Regions from separate parts of the Macaca mulatta genome. Here region 2 is linked to region 1. The links are chromatin contacts, called in public Hi-C maps. All regions are on one chromosome and are shown on one strand. Each heading gives the region's core, a stretch centred on a gene start, on an enhancer-like site or on the middle of the called end of the contact. The rest is flanking DNA. Distances are from core to core; before and after follow the strand shown.

Region 1 (3,402 bases), core at 661-3,160:
TGAACAAACCAATAAGATCTGAGGAATGAGCAACCGTCACAGTTGTCTGAATAATACATTGCACGGTAGTGGGGGCTGTTTCGTACAGGACTTGGCACAGCATTGCCCTCTTAGAGACAAAGGTGGACCATTGCGCCGCCGTGTGGTATTGAGAGGTATGGCGCCTTCCTTTTTTAATTACGCTTTTTCTAGTTTAAGAGCTAGACTACCCTTCGCGGTCGCTGGGTGGAGCCCTTTCAATTTGTTTGTGTGGAAACTAAGACTCAGGCAAGTGATGTTACTGGGGCTTGAACCCAAATCTTCAGACCCTTTTCAAGGTCCCAGCTTTTCAAGTTAACTCACAGATGTCTGCACATAGCTGGAGGGAAACTGGGAGCTGTCTTAATGCAAAACTCAATTTCACATTCAAAGAAACTGAAGTGTAGAGAGGATAAGTGACTTGCTAAAAGGTCCGCGCTAATTTGGGGTCCTTCGTCTTTTATTCTACTCATTCGTTTATTCAGCAAATATTTATACATGTGTCTACCACGTGTCAGACACCATTCAAGGCACTAGAGATAAAATAGTGAACAAAGCAAACAAAAATCCCTTCCTGCAAAAATCCCTTCATCTCTTCCCTTCATAAAGCTCATGTTCTAATAGGGGAAACAAAGTAAGCAATTAAACACATAATATCAGATTAGAGAGGGGTAAATGCAAAGAAGAAAAGAAAGGGAAGGGGGGATGTGAAACATTAGGAGGGGCTACTTTTTGGAGTGGCCAGAGAAAAACTCATTGACAAGGTAACTGGTGACTTTTTTTTTTTTTTTTTTGAGATGGAGTCTCACTCTGTGGCCCAGGCTGGAGTGCAGCGGCACGATCTCAGCTCACTGCAGCCTCCACCTCCCAGTTCAAGTGATTTTCCTTCCTCAACCTCCCAAGTAGCTGAGACTACAGGCGTGTGCAACCATGCCCAGCTAATTTTTGTATTTTTAGTAGAGACGGGGTTTCACCTTGTTGGCCAGGCTGGTCTCGAACTCCTGACCTCAGGTGATCCACCTACCTCGGCCTCCCAAAGTGCTGGGATTACAGGGGTTAGCCATGGCACCCGGCCAACAAGGTGACTTTTGAATAAAGACACCTGAAAGAATTTAGGAAACCAGCCATACAGATACAGGGGAAGAGCATTCAGGCAAACTGCACTGTAGTGCAAAGCCCTAAGACAGGAAAATGCCTGTGTATTCACGAAAAGATAGCAAACTCAAGGGTGGTAAGAGCTACAAGAGGTAGGGTGTCCTATTCACATGGGGTCCTTCAGGTCAAAGGAGGACTTTGGTTTTACTTTAAATGAGACAGCCTATTGAAGAGGTTTGTTTTTGTTTTTTGTTTTTTTCTGAGACAGGGTCTCACTTTGTTGCCCAGACTGGAGTGCAATGGTGTGATCTCGGCCCATTACAGCCTCAACCTGCTGGGCTCAAGCGATTCTCCCACCTCGGCCTCCTGAGTAGCTGGGACTACATGCATGTGCCATCACACCCAGCTAATTTTTGTTGTTGTTTTGTTTTGTTTTTCGTAGAGACAAGGTCTCACTATGTTGCCCAAACTGTCTCGAACTCTTGGGCTCAAGCAATTCTCCTGCCGTGGCCTCCCAAAGTACTGGGATTACACATGTGAGCTACCATGCCCTGCCACACTGACGATTTTAATGAGCAGAGGAGTGGTGTGGTCTGCCTTTTCAACAAGATCACTCTGGCTACTGGGTTTGCAACAGGCTTCAGAAATCAAGTGCGGGGACTGTGAGAAGGAAGGGGCTATTCAATAAGCCTGTCACGGGATAACAGCAAATTAGAAAAGGGAGGTGACAATGGGTATGGTGAAAAGTAGTCAGAATTTAGAAATACATTTTGAGGCTAGACCAACCAGGTTTGCTGATGAATCAGAAAGGGAACAAAAGAAAGAGAGGAGTCAAGGATGACATCAAAGTTTTTGGTTTGAGCGACTGGAAGGCTAGCATTGCCATTTATGGAGAATGTGGGAAAAGCTGGTTTGGGGGCAAATCTCAGCAGTTTAATGTTAGACATGATAAGTTTGAGATCACTGTTCTATACCCAAGTGGAGATGTCAAGTGGGCAGTTGATTACGTCGTCTGGAGTTCTTTCAAGAACTGTTAGACGACAACAGTCTAGTCCCTGAGAACCTTAACTCTATAAAATGACTAAGGGCGCAATAATGAGTAGAAAACATTAAGACTCAAATGATAAAATACTTTCTACTTTAACATGTGGTTTTCCACATTTCTACTCAATGAGACATTTTAAATGGCTCTGCCTTTCCTAGTTGAAGGCTGTGAATCTTTTGCTCACAAACACGAGTCTCCTGACACTGATGAGACCTCTAAGACACTTGCCTGTTCTCTGGGTTACTGGGTGGAACCCTTTGTGAAGTCAGTGGGAGCCCCAGAGAGCAGCCTGTTGGGCCGGTGGAACATCAGGGAAACTCTCCCGTGCTTTGTGTTTTATGAAAAGTAGGGGACATTCCAATCCGAAGCCTTTCTATCTTTGCTTCCTTGGGTTTTGTTGATGTCAGGTGCAATTGCTTGCAGCTTCATGATCTGTCTCCTCAGTATTTTATAGTCTGCCCTCTTCCCCTGCTCTGTACGTGATGGAATTGCCATTCTTTTGCATGGATACACTCCTTCTTGGGATGTGGGCAAGGGATGGCAGAGTGACTGAGAGCTTATTGAGTACTAGGGAGTAGGTTAGGCACTGATAGATATACCATCCATTAGTACGCAAAGACGAACCCACCGACCTACCAGCTGTACCACTCACTGTAATCACAGCCAACATTTATATAATATTTTAGAGTTCAGAAAACACTTTTACAGACAGGTGCCGGTATACTGACTAAGAGTACATACAGACTCTGAGGCCAGGCTCAGTGACTCATGTCTATAATCCCAATGCTTTGGTAGGCCAAAGCAGGAGGATCTCTTGAGGACAGAAGTTCAAGACCAACCTGGGCCACAAAGTGAGTCCCTCCCTGTCTCTATAAAAATTAAAAACTTTGCCAGATATAGTGGTGCACACCTGTGGTCCCAGCGACCAAGAATTCAAAGTTACAGTGAGCTATGGCAACACTGCGCCACTGCACTTCAGCCTGGGAGATAGAGTAAGACCTTGTCTATTAAAAAATATACATATACAGACTCTGGAACCAGGTTGCCTGAGTTGAATCTCAGTTCTCTCCAGTTCTGCTGTGACTCACTGTGTGGTCTAGGACAATTTACTTAGCCTCTCTGTTAAGTCTCAGTTTCTTCAAGTGCAAAATGGAGATTTTAAATAATCCTAACTACTTCCTAAACTAGCTTAGAGATTAACTGAGATAATCCAGAGGCAGCTCTAAGAGCAGCGCCTAGAACAT
Region 2 (3,320 bases), core at 718-3,217, 81 kb after region 1:
AAATTGCATTATTTAATCATAATTTTGGTTTCAGATATACAAATATATTTTAAAGTATATTTTGTCCAGTGTTTACTCACATCTCTCAATTTCAAGGTATCTTACTGGAACTCAATGGCTTCGTGGTTATAAGGACATAAACAAATCAAGGCTAGGGACGGTGTGGTGTTCTACAGTGGTAAGGTACATTAGAATCCTCCAGAGGACTTGTGAAAACAGATTGCTTGGTCCCATCCCACAGAGTTTCTATGGAGTGGTGCCCTAAGAATTTGCACTTTGACGACAACTGGTCATATATTTAAGCTGGTCACAGATAACCAGAAGGTGCTGAGCTGTTCTTAATCAGTTCAAACTTTTACCTGAAATGGACAACAAGGTGGAGAGCCTTGAGAAATGAACTTCCAAAGTTCAGTACATGCAGTTAGCACGACTGCTGGTTTTAGAGTTCTCAACCACTTACTGCTTATGAGCAATAAGTGGCCATAAGCATTTGGACAATCACTTACTTGAGTTTACAGGTTTTCTCATCCATAAAATAACAATAGCTGCTATGCTGCCCTCAAAGGGTTGTCCTGAGGTCTGAATGAAGTGGGTGTGACAGTGTTTGAGCAACTATAAAGTGGTATGGCACTGGGAGGTATTGTAACGGTTTTTCATTACTCTTCTTAAAATATCACCAATTTCCTTTGGCTCTTGTTTCCCTCATTAATTATAGCAACTTGAATCTGGGAATACAGAGTACTTTTATTGCTATAAAAGCCAAACTTCAATAAACTCAAACTTCAAACTCTTTTTTAGAAAATTTTATTCAATGAGATCAGACACGCCTTATAAACATTACACAGAGCCAAGAATGATTCCGTTTTCACAGCTATAAAAAGAGACCTACAAGACCCTGTTGTAATTTGGGGTGGAGTCACAGTTAATCTTTTTCAACCCTGTTGAGATTGGCCCATTGATAAAAATGGCTGCTAGTTACAGCACATTTAAAAATACAATCACCGCGTTCAAATGGTAACCTGTCCACTCCGTACTTCCATGTTCTGTGCCACTTCTATTAACTCGTTTTTGGAAGTAGTACATTCTCCCAATCTGGAAGTGGCTATTTTTTCCTCACACACAGGCCAACACAGTTCTTGCTGAACTTGGATGCGTTTATGACTTTTCAACAGTGTCATCAGCCTTCAGTATTCTTCCAGGCCTTCAGTATCTCAGGTGGTTAGCTTCAGTTGTTCCTAGGTCTTTCATAAACATCATAAATGACAGGCGGGACGCTTTTCTGGAGTCAAGGTTAGTTTCGAAGTCGGAAAGACCCCGGTTAGAGACTGGTAGGTGAACTTGCCAGGGAGTCTACCACGGGCAGAATGGGGTCTCCTGGACCTGCCAGCCGCGTCTCCGCACCTCCGCAGTCCCCGGGGCCCCGGCCCCGTGCCGCGTTGTCGCGCGCTTCCCCCGGACGTCAGCAGGAGGCGCCCGCGGCGGCCCAGGCGCGGCGCGCACCCGCGGGTAGCCGGCCCAGGGGGCGGAGGGAGCGGAGAGGAGGAGCTGGAGGGGGCGCGGCTTCCTCTCCGTCGCTCCCGGGCGCCGGGCCTCCATCTCTGCCGGGCCCAAGGCTGGCGGCCGGCGGGGGTCGCGGCGGCGGCAGCGGGGGCGCTGGCGGGCCGCGGGTGGCGGGGGCCGGGCCGCGGCTCCGGGTGTTAGGAGACAAGATGGCGGCGGCACTCCGGAGGCCGGTCTCCTCCTCTCCGCCGTCCTCCGCCCCGCCGCTCGCCGCCTCCTCCTCCCGGGTCTCCTCCTCCTCGTTCGCTGCCTCCTCCTCCTGCAGCAGCACCAGCGACCGCCGAGGCGCCGGCTCGCTCTCCCGGAGCTCCGGAGGGGGATAGACGGGGCAGCTGCAGGCTCCGGCGATCGAGGCCGAGCTGGGGCCGGGGCGGGGACGGCGGCGGCGGCGGCGGCGGCGGCGCCGGGTGGGGATGGGGTCGCAGACGCTGCAGATCCTCCGACAGGGGGTGTGGGCCGCGCTCAGCGGGGGCTGGTACTACGACCCGCACCAGGCCACCTTCGTGAACGCGCTGCACCTCTACCTGTGGCTCTTTCTGCTGGGCCTGCCCTTCACCCTTTACATGGTGAGTGTGGGGGCGGGGAGCGGGTGGCTCCTTCCCCGCGAACCGGTGGGGCGTTGCTGGGGTCGCGCCCTCTTCCTCTTCCTCGGGGTCTCGTCCCCTGGGGGCCGCCACCCGCTCGGTGTGAGGCTCCCCCGCCCGCGCTGCGTGCTCCCACTCCTCTCTTCGGGGCTTCCCCGGTTTCGGCGGTGACACGAGCAACGAGCCCACGGCAGCTCGCGCCGGCTGCCCCCGCCCGCTCATTGGGAAGCGGCAGCGTCCTAGGCCCCTTCTTGGGGTTTCCTCCCACGGCCACTCGGCTAGGCCTTCCCCGTCGGGGCCCACCGCCCGTGGGGCTGTGTGGCAGGCGCCGAGCGCTCTGCGCCTTTAGGGGACGCCGCATCCATCCTTGGCTCGCTGGGTTCCTTGGGCACCGGGCACTGCCCGCCCCCGCCGCGGCCCTCGCCCGGGGCTCCCGGGAGAGGCCGCCCGCCGCCTCGCCGGTAATCCGCGTGCGGAGCGCGGGGGACCGTGCTGCTCTGCTCTGAGTGCGTGTGGGGGTCGTCCTCCAGGGGTCCTGGGTGGTGACTGAAAACCCAGCTCGGAACCTTCCTGCCTCTAAAAAACCGTTGTTGTGCTTCGCAGCGGATCTTTTCTGTTCAGCCCGGGGGTTGGTGGCCGTGGTGCTTCCTGGCCTCCCTGGGGGAGGGAGCGGGGAGATACGGGGAATCTGGCTGGCCTTTCAGCGAATTTGTTTGGGTTGGTTCAAGGCCTTTGGCGGATAGGAATAGGGAGAGTACTGCCTGTTGCTGAATTCGGTGCGATCAGCTTCTCTGAATCATCTCTGTTTTTAAAGCGACATTGAAAGTTGTTAAGCACAGTTTTTAAAGCACTTTAGGTTAGGGTGGGGCGTTAGGGAAACTCTTGTGGACAGAGATGATACTTAAAGCTTCTTACAAAATTTTAAAGTAGTCAGAGGGGAGGAAAGGATCCGAGCTTTTTATTTTAGGAGAATTCGTTTGAATATATTTCTGCTAACTTTGAGGTTCTTCGTGGAGCTAGAGACAGGGTGCTGAGTTAGAAAATCCCGGAGTACCACTATGAGAAGTGCAAAAGGTGAGGACACCCAATTCTTCCCTAAGTGAAGCTCAGTTTCACTAATTGGCAGGAAAATTGCTTGGGGGAAGATGTGCTAAATTTCACATTCTCAAGCAGATT

What was found. Hi-C and Micro-C count contacts between places; a contact is called where the count stands out from the background.
Region 2: a Hi-C map of fetal cortical plate shows a contact between it and region 1, with 2.3 times the contacts expected there. The contact joins the promoter of PCNX1 here to the promoter of LOC144329789 in region 1. A contact is called at or near these places in 5 of 14 Hi-C or Micro-C datasets (CD4 T cells, cortical neurons, fetal cortex germinal zone and 2 more).

What each region holds. Positions count from the first base shown.
Region 1 is chr7:143,966,516-143,969,917 of T2T-MMU8v2.0, forward strand. It overlaps LOC144329789, which reads left to right and starts at 1,911. Exons shown (of 3, transcript XM_077938820.1): 1 at 1,911-2,145. The coding sequence starts at 1,911.
Region 2 is chr7:144,047,581-144,050,900 of T2T-MMU8v2.0, forward strand. PCNX1 (pecanex 1) reads left to right here and starts at 1,968. Exons shown (of 36, transcript NM_001260747.1): 1 at 1,968-2,126. The coding sequence starts at 1,974.